Linked DNA regions of Mus musculus: region 2 is linked to region 1. The links are chromatin contacts, called in public promoter capture Hi-C maps. All regions are on one chromosome and are shown on one strand. Each heading gives the region's core, a stretch centred on a gene start, on an enhancer-like site or on the middle of the called end of the contact. The rest is flanking DNA. Distances are from core to core; before and after follow the strand shown.

What was found. Promoter capture Hi-C pulls out the DNA fragments that hold promoters and counts their contacts.
Region 2: a promoter capture Hi-C map of hippocampal neurons shows a contact between it and region 1, with 5 times the contacts expected there. The contact joins the enhancer-like site here to the promoter of Zfp648 in region 1. A contact is called at or near these places in 2 of 39 promoter capture datasets (hippocampal neurons and stem cell-derived epiblast-like cells), 2 of 484 Hi-C or Micro-C datasets (myocytes and neural progenitor cells) and 2 of 115 datasets of contacts at active chromatin or transcription factors (astrocytes and embryonic stem cells).

Annotation. Positions count from the first base shown.
Region 1 is chr1:154,199,055-154,203,923 of GRCm38.p6, reverse strand. Zfp648 (zinc finger protein 648) reads right to left here and starts at 2,737. Exons shown (of 2, transcript NM_001204908.2): 1 at 2,496-2,737. The region is part of intron 1 of Gm30388 (a long non-coding RNA gene); the gene reads left to right.
Region 2 is chr1:155,003,844-155,008,712 of GRCm38.p6, reverse strand. Gm41977 (a long non-coding RNA gene) reads left to right here. Exons shown (of 3, transcript XR_878618.2): 3 at 1-21. Among named protein-coding and RNA genes, the nearest start is that of Gm51650, 7.4 kb to the right of the region's middle. Within about 2 kb of position 2,417, at least 40 of the 459 cell types and tissues checked have an H3K27ac peak or open chromatin away from gene starts, as enhancers often do. A contact at or near this core is called in hippocampal neurons, where this site is marked.

The sequences.
Region 1 (4,869 bases), core at 1,488-3,987:
GTACATGGTTCATATTGTTGGGCATTGTGGGATGAAGGAGGCTCTGGCTCCTCTGAAACTGTCATAGCCAGCCATCTTCCCTTTGAAAATCTTGTTTGCTAGAAGCCCAGATAGAGAGAATGCTGTCAGAGATGATTGGAAGTAGAAGGATTTGCTGGGTGCCTGTGCCCCAAATGCTAGCAAAATAGAGGCTCTCTGGACTTGGGGAGCTTGATGAAACAGGCTTTAAGACACCTCAGACACTCACGGTGTCCGCCAGTTGGAAAACCAGGTTAGTTCCTGATGTCCCTGCCAACAGGACAGATGTGTTATCCTGTAACGGGCATCAGGGCTGTCTCCCAGGCATTGAGCTGTGTAGGCCACCTTTCCTGAAGGCAAAGAATGGTCCCCCAGAAAAATGGGGCGATGACACAAGACAGCAGACAGGTTTCCAAGCCTCCTGTCTGCTTACGCAAGGCCTTTAAGGTCTTTGCAATGAATAAAAAGGCCTTCTCCCATGGAAGGTGAACAGAGACAGGGAGAAAGGGATGGTCACCTGGAGTTTAGGTTTACACATGGGAATTCATATTCTATGTTCATCTTCAGCTGCAATGTTTAACCTTTCCCTAAGTTGGCCATATGAACCCCCGTGGCTTACATACCTACATGTTCCCCAAATTGACAAGCATGGACCTAACATTTGGACAGCAAGGCATGCAATATACAATATTAAGGATGGCAGCCAGATACTGGAAGTCCTGACTTTCCCGGCTTTCTGGGCACTTTCTCTGCTATTTCCCAGACACATCTTTACTTGTTCCTTCCAGAGACCTTCCAAATAGAGGCTGCTATTATTGTATCCCCTTTCATCTTACAGACAGGACCCTGAACTTTAACGAGGTCTATGACCAGGGCCACCCAGCTCACAGACACCAGCTCAGGCCCTTCTCTCCAATTCCATGGCTGTGTGTAGAACCTCAAGCGCTACTACCTCTTAGCTGTGGCCTCCAGAGCAAGGCCAGCCCTGGGGTTAGGCCTTGCCAAAAGCAGCCACACACAGCATCCTGGAGAGGGAGCGCTGCTGCTCTCTGCAAGCATCAAAGCCCCTTGTGTTTGCTGGGCCAAGAAGCCTTGGCTGTGCTGGCTCAGCACTGGACGCCTCCCTGTGCTCATTGACCCAGATTGCCCTCTGCAGGAGAAAGAGGCCAAGGCCCTCTGAGAGTTGGGATGCATGCTGCACAGACTGCTGCTCTGGGTGGCCAGGAATATTAGTCACCGAACAGTATCTGTCACCGAAGTCCCTCACTGACTGCACCACTTTCCACCCCCACCTCAGCAGGAATGACAGGAGACGTCTCGTACTCGGCATGTCCTGTACCTGTCCTCCCCCACTCCTACCTGCTTACTGCCTGGTGTGTGTGTGTGTGTGTGTGTGTGTGTGTGTGTGTGTGTGTGTGTGTGTGTGTGTGTGGAGTACAAGGAAGCTTCCCTTCTTATTTTGCGTACAGAAGCTGTGGATTAAGAGAAGACGTATTGTAGACCTACCTGTGTTCAGTATTTCATGTCCCTCTGTGTCCCGAAGCCCAGGGGTATTCCTTTTGATACACTGAGCTCATAAGATGTCAGAGTATGGCTGAGGTATGTTTGGACCAGAACACTAAGTCTGGAATATTTTCAGCATTTTGGAGCTTGGAGATCAACTATGTGCATGTGTGTATGTGTAACACACAGAAGAGACGCAGTGCTAGCAAACTCCAGATGATTAGCACACTGTGGCAGGTCTGGAGTGCCCTAGCTGGGGGACAGAGGGACGCTGGCTTTGTATGAAGTAGGTACCTGAGGTCTCATTCTCGCTCTGTGACAGCATACTGTGTATGCTCATCCCTCTTAGTCCACTCTGTGGAACATTCACCTTCTCTATTTGTCACCTATGTGTGCCCTGTTGTCCATAGCCTGTGTCTTATTCCTCGCCTCCACAGGGTATCAGGGTTCTGCTAGCTTACCTTTCTCTGGACTCTCAGGGCAGATTGCCTTTCCTGACAGAGAATCCCTTTTCTGGTAAGGCCCCATTCCCACTGAATACAGTCACCCTGCCTTCTCCCTTCCAGAGCAGTCGAAGACTTGTTCTTTCTCAGCCAGGAAGAAGGCTAAGAGGAGATCAGGGAGTCTGGGTACGGTTATCTGGCAAAGTCCACACAAATGTACCTTGTCAGGAAGAGGACCGCTGAAAAGGTGCCGGGTCTGGGACTTCTTCTCCTCTCCAGATGTACTGGTTCTGCAGCCTTGAACTTCATCCACACCCAGCAGCCAGCCGTGGCCCCGGTGCAGGCCCCAGTTCTCCCACTCTATACCCAGACATGCTTCAGAAGCCTGGCCTGGGGCTTGTTCCTGCTCCTGCGCCAGCTCCTGCTCCTTTCCCTGCCCCCCTGCCAGCTTCCTCCACCTCCCGCCACCTCCCCCCTCCTCCTCTGCTTAAGCCCTTGCCCTTTCTGGCTTCCACATACGCAGTTGCTTACCTGAAAAAACGCAGACGTGTGGAGCACCTTGTCCAGGCTTTTGTCTCACCTCTCAGCTACTGGAACCAGAAATTCCTGAGAGCAGAGACGATGTCTCCATGTCTCTGTTATCTCACCCTTTCTTTCCTGTCCAATGCAGCAGCTTCAGAGAGGGGCTCAGGAGGTGGGGCCAATGTATTACATTCAACCTTCTTGCCTACATCCACAGAGCAGCCTGAGACTGCCCTCTCTCTGCCTGAACTGAGCTGAAACTCAGGCTCCCTCGGTTCCCCGCCTTCCCTTCCTGCCACAGCTGGCTCTCCTCCCTTCCACTCCCTCCTCAGAGGCCTCTCAGTCCTCCTGCAGGTGGTCCTGGGCCTCCTGTCTGTCCTCACTCCTTCCTCTCACAGAGCAAGCCATTCTTCCTTCACTCCTGCCCTGCTGTGCTCGCGAACCTCCAATTTCATGTCATTTTCTGGGGGGAACATTTCAGGAAAAAGCCTCTAACAGCCCTTCCTCAATTTAACCCCCACTTCATCCCTAGTCTAGACTCTACCTCTCTCTAGGACCTGCCCTCTCCCCATCCTATGACCAGCCTTCTTCCTATTCTAGACTCTATCTTCTCCCTCCCTCTAGGAGCCACCTTACCCACACACACACACTCTAATGCCCACCTTCTCCCCTATCTAGTACCTACCTATACAGAGCTGTGGGTCCAGTGGGGTTAGGGAGTGTCTTCAAATTCTTTTATTGGCCCAATTATTGGCTCAAGAAATGCTCACAGCAGTTTAGCTGGTGTGGGAAGCACAGGTTAGTGGTACAGATGCCAAGACTGCTCTGACTCTCTCTCCATCTCCCAGCACTGATTACCATGTGGGCTATTGGGAACAGAGTAGTTGACCCAGGATAAAAGGCTCAGTAGTTCTGAATTATGAGCTCTCAAAACTAATATGCTAAAAAAAGAAAAAAAATCCAACCAAACACACAAAACCCCACATACCTAATATTCTTTTATTAGAGTGAGTGCTTAGGACATTAAAATAGTAATTTGGAATATGCTGCCTGCGATGTCACTATGTGGCCAAAATTAATGCTGGTAGACAGAAAGGTCCTAGTTCTGGGTTTGAATCTTACCACCCACTAGGTTGACCTTGGGCAAGCTATTAAATATCTGAGTCCCTTAGCTCCTCATCTCAAAAGTGAGGATTAGGATAGCATCACCATCATGGTGGGCTTGGGAAAAGACTAAGCTAATAATAACATGGCAAGAGGCCAACAATATGTCCGGAACATAGTACACATAGTACACAGAAAAAAATAGCTGGTAAATAATGTGTGGTGGAGCACACCTGTTCTTGCAGCCTCAGAGGATGAGACAAGTGGACCTCAAGTGAAGTTAACCTGCATTGCATTGTGTTCTAGACCGTTGTTGGAGGAAAGAGAAGAGAGAAGGTGGCATGAAGGAAGGCTGGTTAGCTGCCTTTTGTTACTATGCTGATGTTGCTGGTTTCCTGGATAATATGGCTGGCTCTGTTTCCCTTCTGGCCCTTGTTAGTGCTACAATTCTGACAGGAACATTGGCACCCAACAAAAGTTCTCTGGGTGTGATCTAGACACCGGATTACTCTCTGCTCCTTGGTGTTTTGCAGGCATGACTTCAGAGGCAGGAGGCATGAAGTGTAGATGTGCCTCATAGTCTACTAGTCCAAATAGGGTTCAGGGAGCCCTCATCTCAACACTTGTCCAAAGTTCAAAGTGTCTTAGGTGGCCACATCCTTTGAGCTTCGGAATGTAGATGCATGTATAGGAAAGTAGTGAATTGTTTGTTGATTTGTGAAATGGCCTAAAGAGTTGAATGCTGGAGTTGGGCTGTGTATGGCAGATCACCAAGCACTAACTACTTCTAATACTCAGCTTCTGTTAATACAACACCCTAGTATCTCAACTAATCATCACCCCATTCCCTTAGAGTGGTCACTATCAGTGGCCTCATTAAAGTTTGTGAACACTGAGGCTCAGCCCACTGAAGTATCTTCTCCAAAGTCACACATACCATGTAAAGTCAAGATAGCAGGGTTTTGACTCTTTTTCTTTGCATATATAATTTTAAAGATGTATTTGTTTTATGTATATGAGTGTTTTCCCTGCATTTATGTTTGTATACCATCACATGCGTGCCTGGTGCCCACAAATGTCAGAGAAGTCATCAGATCCCCGGGGATGCTTGCAGATGGTTGTAAGCATCCATGTAGGAGCCAGGAACCAAACTGGGGTCCTCTATAAGAACAACTAGTGCTCTTAACTGTGGGCACTAAAGGGAGTGTGGGGGAAGGGGGAGAAAGAGCCCATGTACAGCCAGAGTTCCTCCTGTGCTCTGGGCGGGCAGACGTGGGAA
Region 2 (4,869 bases), core at 1,168-3,667, 810 kb before region 1:
TTGCTGTGAAGAGGCACCATGACCATGGCAACTCTAATAAAAGAAAACATTTAACTGGGGCTTACACATCAGAGGTTTAGTCCATTATCATTCTGGCAAGGAAGTATATGGCAGCATGCAGGCAGACATAGTGCTGGAAAAGGAGCTGAGATTTCTACATCTGGTTGGGCAGGCAGGAGAGAGAGAGAGAGAGAGAGAGAGAGAGAGAGAGAGAGAGAGAGAGAGAGAGAGAGAGAGAGAGAGAGAGAGAAGGAAACACTGGGTCTGGCTTGAGTATTTGAAATCTCAAAGCCTACCCCAGTGGCCACGCCTACTACAAGGCCACAGCACCTAATAGGTCCACTTTCTATGGATCTATGGAGGCCATTTTCATTGAAACCATCACACAATTAATTAAACACTTCTGCTTAAGGATAAGATTTAGGGTTAGGGCTGCTTCTTACTTCTGCCCCATCCCTACTCCCTTAAGGCAATTTTTATTCTGTCTTGAGGCTTCAGGCCCTGGACTTGGAAGTGGGCTAGTTTTGCTCTCATGATCCATGGCTAGTATCTGGGGCTACCCTGAAGAGCAGAATGGAACACACAGGTAGATTTTACAAGGAACGCAGCTCTCTGGATGGATAGAGGTGTTCACAAGCTGTATACATGCTGGGCCACCAGGGGCATCACACGCAGTTCTGTGATCCCACTGAAGTGGGTCAGGCCTTTAGGCTTCTCCTTCCCAGTGCATTGGGAACTGTAATGTCCGTTCTAAAGAACTGGCTCCTGCTGAATGTGGTGGTGCATGCAGGGACAGGCAGACCTCTGAGTTCAAGGCTAGCCTGGTCTACAGAGGGAATTCCAGGACAGTCAGGGCTACACAGAGACCCTGTCTCAGAAAAAAAATGGCTCTCTTGTACATTTTATATATTAAAATTAAGAAAATTAAAATTTTCTCTTTGGAACTTTGAGTATTTGGATCTCAGTGGGTGGGTGGGCAATAACAAATGAACGATGTTGTGTGAGGAATGTGTCATAGTCAGGGCCTGGGGATGATGCTCTCTAAATGCACTGGTACTCGCTTGGACCCCACGGGCTTGCTACCCTGCTTTCCACTTCTTTTTGCGTATGTGAAGCAAGCTACTTATAAGAAGGAAGGGGTTATTTAAGCTCATGGTCTCTGAGGTGTAAGTCTACTGTCACTAGATGCCATCATTTTGGGCCTGTAGGGAGGCAGAACATGGTGTGTGTGTGTGTGTGTGTGTGTGTGTGTGTGTGTTGGGGAGTATGGTTGTATGGTTGAGCAAAACTATTTAATTCATGGCATCTGGAGAAAGGGGGAGGGAAGGAGAGAGGGAGAAAGAGAGGGGTGGAGATTATGACTGGATATGACTGTTGTCATGCCTTGCAAGGTATAACCCCCATGACCTCACTCCCTTCCGCTGGGTCCCACCTCCTAAGGACTTTTACCACCTCCTGGTCCTGTCCCTCACTGGCAATGAAGTTTTCAACTCATGCCTTCGGGGGACATTTAAGATTCATAAAATTGTAACCACATGGTTGCTAAGGTTATTATGAAGCAGAAAATTTGAATAATGATTGTTTTGTTCTCCAGCCCTTTGAGGCTTACATCCCTGCTGGGAAGGAAGCTGAGCAGATTTTCAGTTTTCTCTCCTCTACCCCGCCTCCTGCAGCCCCCCTCCCCGACTGCAGAATGGAACCCCAAGACTGACTGCACCATACACAATGAATCTTGGGTGCTTTTCCCCATGGGTGTAAGAGAGCCAGGGCTACATCATAGGAGAAGGAGCCACACACCCAGGCAAGATATTCTTCTAGGGAAGGGTACTTTGGAGTTAGGCGTGTCCAACCCATAGAGAGAAAAAGAGCCTGTACACGGCTCTGTACAGGGGTTTCCAAGCTTACTCGTTCCTGGAGTTTTCTTTTCCTACAGGCCGCCAGGGTGCGCCTGGTGCCTCCGGCCTCTGCGGCCGGTTCCTCATGTTGCCACTGGGTGGTGCTGTGTCCCGCGTGTACAATGCTGTTTCAGACCAAGTGGCTAACCTAGTCCTCAGCAAATCTGTGTGTTCTGGAAGCTACCGGGGCCATGGCTACCGGGGCTTACAGCCCAGAGCTGGAGTAGAGATGGTGTTCATGTAAGAGAGCAGCCTTAGAGAGAGGAGCCTTCATTCCATACAAAGTTCTGCAGGGTTTTCTGGGGAGGCCCTTGGTTTCTGACTTGGCTTTGCACCCAGGCTAAACAGAACCCGAGTTCTGGTGTTTTTAGGCGTTAGTTACCCACGTATTGGTGAATTCCAAGCTACCAGTGAGCAGAGATATACAGAGGAGACAGCGTGAGTCTCTCTAGCTAATGTGACCACGGAGATGAGTGGTTAATTCTCGCAACCTCGATTTCCTTTCCTACAAAATGGGCTAAGGCATTACTCGGAAAGTACCCGGAAAGTAAGAGGAAGTAACTTGATCTCACCTACCCCTTAAAATGGCTCTGCTTGTTCTAAAGATCTGGTTTCATGTCAGCTTTCCCAGTGAACTACAAAGTCTGTGAAAGCAGAGACTACACATCCCACGGCCATCTTTGTATTTCTAGTGTCTGGCACAGGGCCTGGCACATAGTATATGCTCAATAAACATGTCAACATCAAACTGAGAGCTATGTGAGCAGATCACGTGGTGGGGATTGCTTATGCATGATAACAGCTGTGCAGAGACCCTTCCCTTGGGTTTACATCTGGGCTCTTGGGCTCCTTCTGTGACTCTGGGTGAGCCATACATCTCTCCTCCTGAGCTTTCTCTGAACCATGGAGGGTTAACTTGTTGATTCTTGCATGGATCCTTCCAGAGATGAGGCATATTTCATCTTTTCAAAATGCTGTGGTCGTGGACTGTCGTATCCTGGGCTGGTTTTCAGAAGGAGTGGTGTGGTTGTGTTCCTTGGGCTACCCAAGTGCTGCTGCCCAGGCTTATGAACTTAAGTTTGTATCACTAGAGGCTGGTGGGGTAGGGGCTGAGACACGGGCATCAAGATCTCCTTGGCTCCTCCCCAACTTGTTCTAAGTCTTTAGAGCAGAATAGAGGACATGCCAAGGTTGCCACACCAAATGTAAAAGTGATGCCTACACATGGGAAAAGGAGTCTCTCTGGCTTTCTCCCGACAGAACATCAAATCCACCATGGTCCTGCCAACCCTAGCTCTGAGGCTGCCTCCCTGTGTGCTTCCAATAGCATAAGCCGTGCCCTCCCCCCAATCTCCTGTGTCCCCTGACACCTCAGCTGCTGCCAGCAACCCCCAGCTTGGCACTGCATGCTGCTGCCCACCAGTGGTGGCTTCCTTGTCTCCTGGCTTCCTTCTAGCTGCTTCTGTCTGCAGGGGGGTAGGGAGGGGTGTGTACGTCTGAAGTGTGGGGCTGGCCTCCCAGTGAGCAGGGGAGAGAGCTGCCTCAGGTTGTCTGATCACTGCAGGGGCTAAGCCCTTACCTCCTTCCACCACCCTAGCCCTCTCACCCCCCCCCCATCTGCTCACAGAGGATGTGGCTTCATTCTCCTTCTCTGGGAGTGGGTCTGGAGTATCATGCAGCTCCAAGTCCCAAGGCTTTCTCCTTCCAAGCAGCCCTTTGGGAAGGGTCTGTGTGAGGCATCTATCACCTTTCCATCTCCGGACACTGTGTCCATTCCAGTGCTTAGCTTGTCTTGCTGAGACCACCCTTCTTGCTGATTGACTGTGCCCACTCCTCTTCTGTTACCTCTGATTCTTTTTGCCAGTTCTTACCTGGGCTACTGCTATGACTTGCTAACAGGGGTCTGATTGCTCCCTTGACACCTTCTGCATTTGAGCATATTCTCTAATGTAAGTCTACTCAGGTCTCCCTCCTTTTCTCTGTCTCTATTCTTTCTCCTTCCTTCCTTCCTTCCTTCCTTCCTTCCTTCCTTCCTTCCTTCCTTCCTTCCTTCCTTCCTTCCTTCCTTCCTTCCTCTCTTCCTTTCTTTCTCCTTCTTTCTTTCCACCTTCCCTTTCTTTCACAAATGTGCCACATACTGTTCCAGACACCTGAAACAGGGCAGGAGATGAGTACAACCAAGACAGACACGGTCTCAAGTATCTGTGGGCCACACATACCTCACTGTCTCCAGGGGTTTCCAGGTAAGCCACATGGGTAAGCTACATATGCCCCAGTGAGACATTTGATGCATGTTGGCATCAGCTCCTGAACCTTCTCACACCTCCTGCCTCCTGCCTGGGAGCTTAGCTCTGGACTTGCTGACCACTTTTCATTCTTTACATTCTCCCAACAGCTTGGAATGCAACCCTTCCCACCCCATCCGTCAGCGTCATGGCCCCTGTGCAAGACATCCCATACTGGTGTCTCACAGGTGTGATGCTCCCTCAGCAAGGATGGAGTCCCAGGGGATCCATGTGCTGTGCAAACCTGAAGAAACTTCTCCTTTGCAGAGCAGAGCTCAGCGTCTCCAAATTTAACATCCCTAAGCACCGAAGGGCCCGAGGGTCATCCCTTCATGTCTTCTGTCCACACTGTAAGCAGGCTTTGGTTTCTCACCATTCTGTTACTGTACAGAAGGGTGACACCCTTATGAGATTCTCACTCTGTTGCACCCCTGGAGCTCACGAAGGGCACAGTCTGTCCTGTCAAAGAAGTGGTGAGTGTCCAGGTCAGCACGTGGGAGGCAGAGGCAGGTGGATCTCTGTGAGTTCAAGGCCAGCCTGATCTACAAATCAACTTCTGGGAGATCCGGGTCTACACAGAGAAACCCTGTCTTGGAAAAAAAGAAAAAAAGTTATGTGATGTCTCTACTACCTACTAGCTCCAGTTGAAAACAAAGAAAGTCATGTTGAAAATTATTATTATTATTATA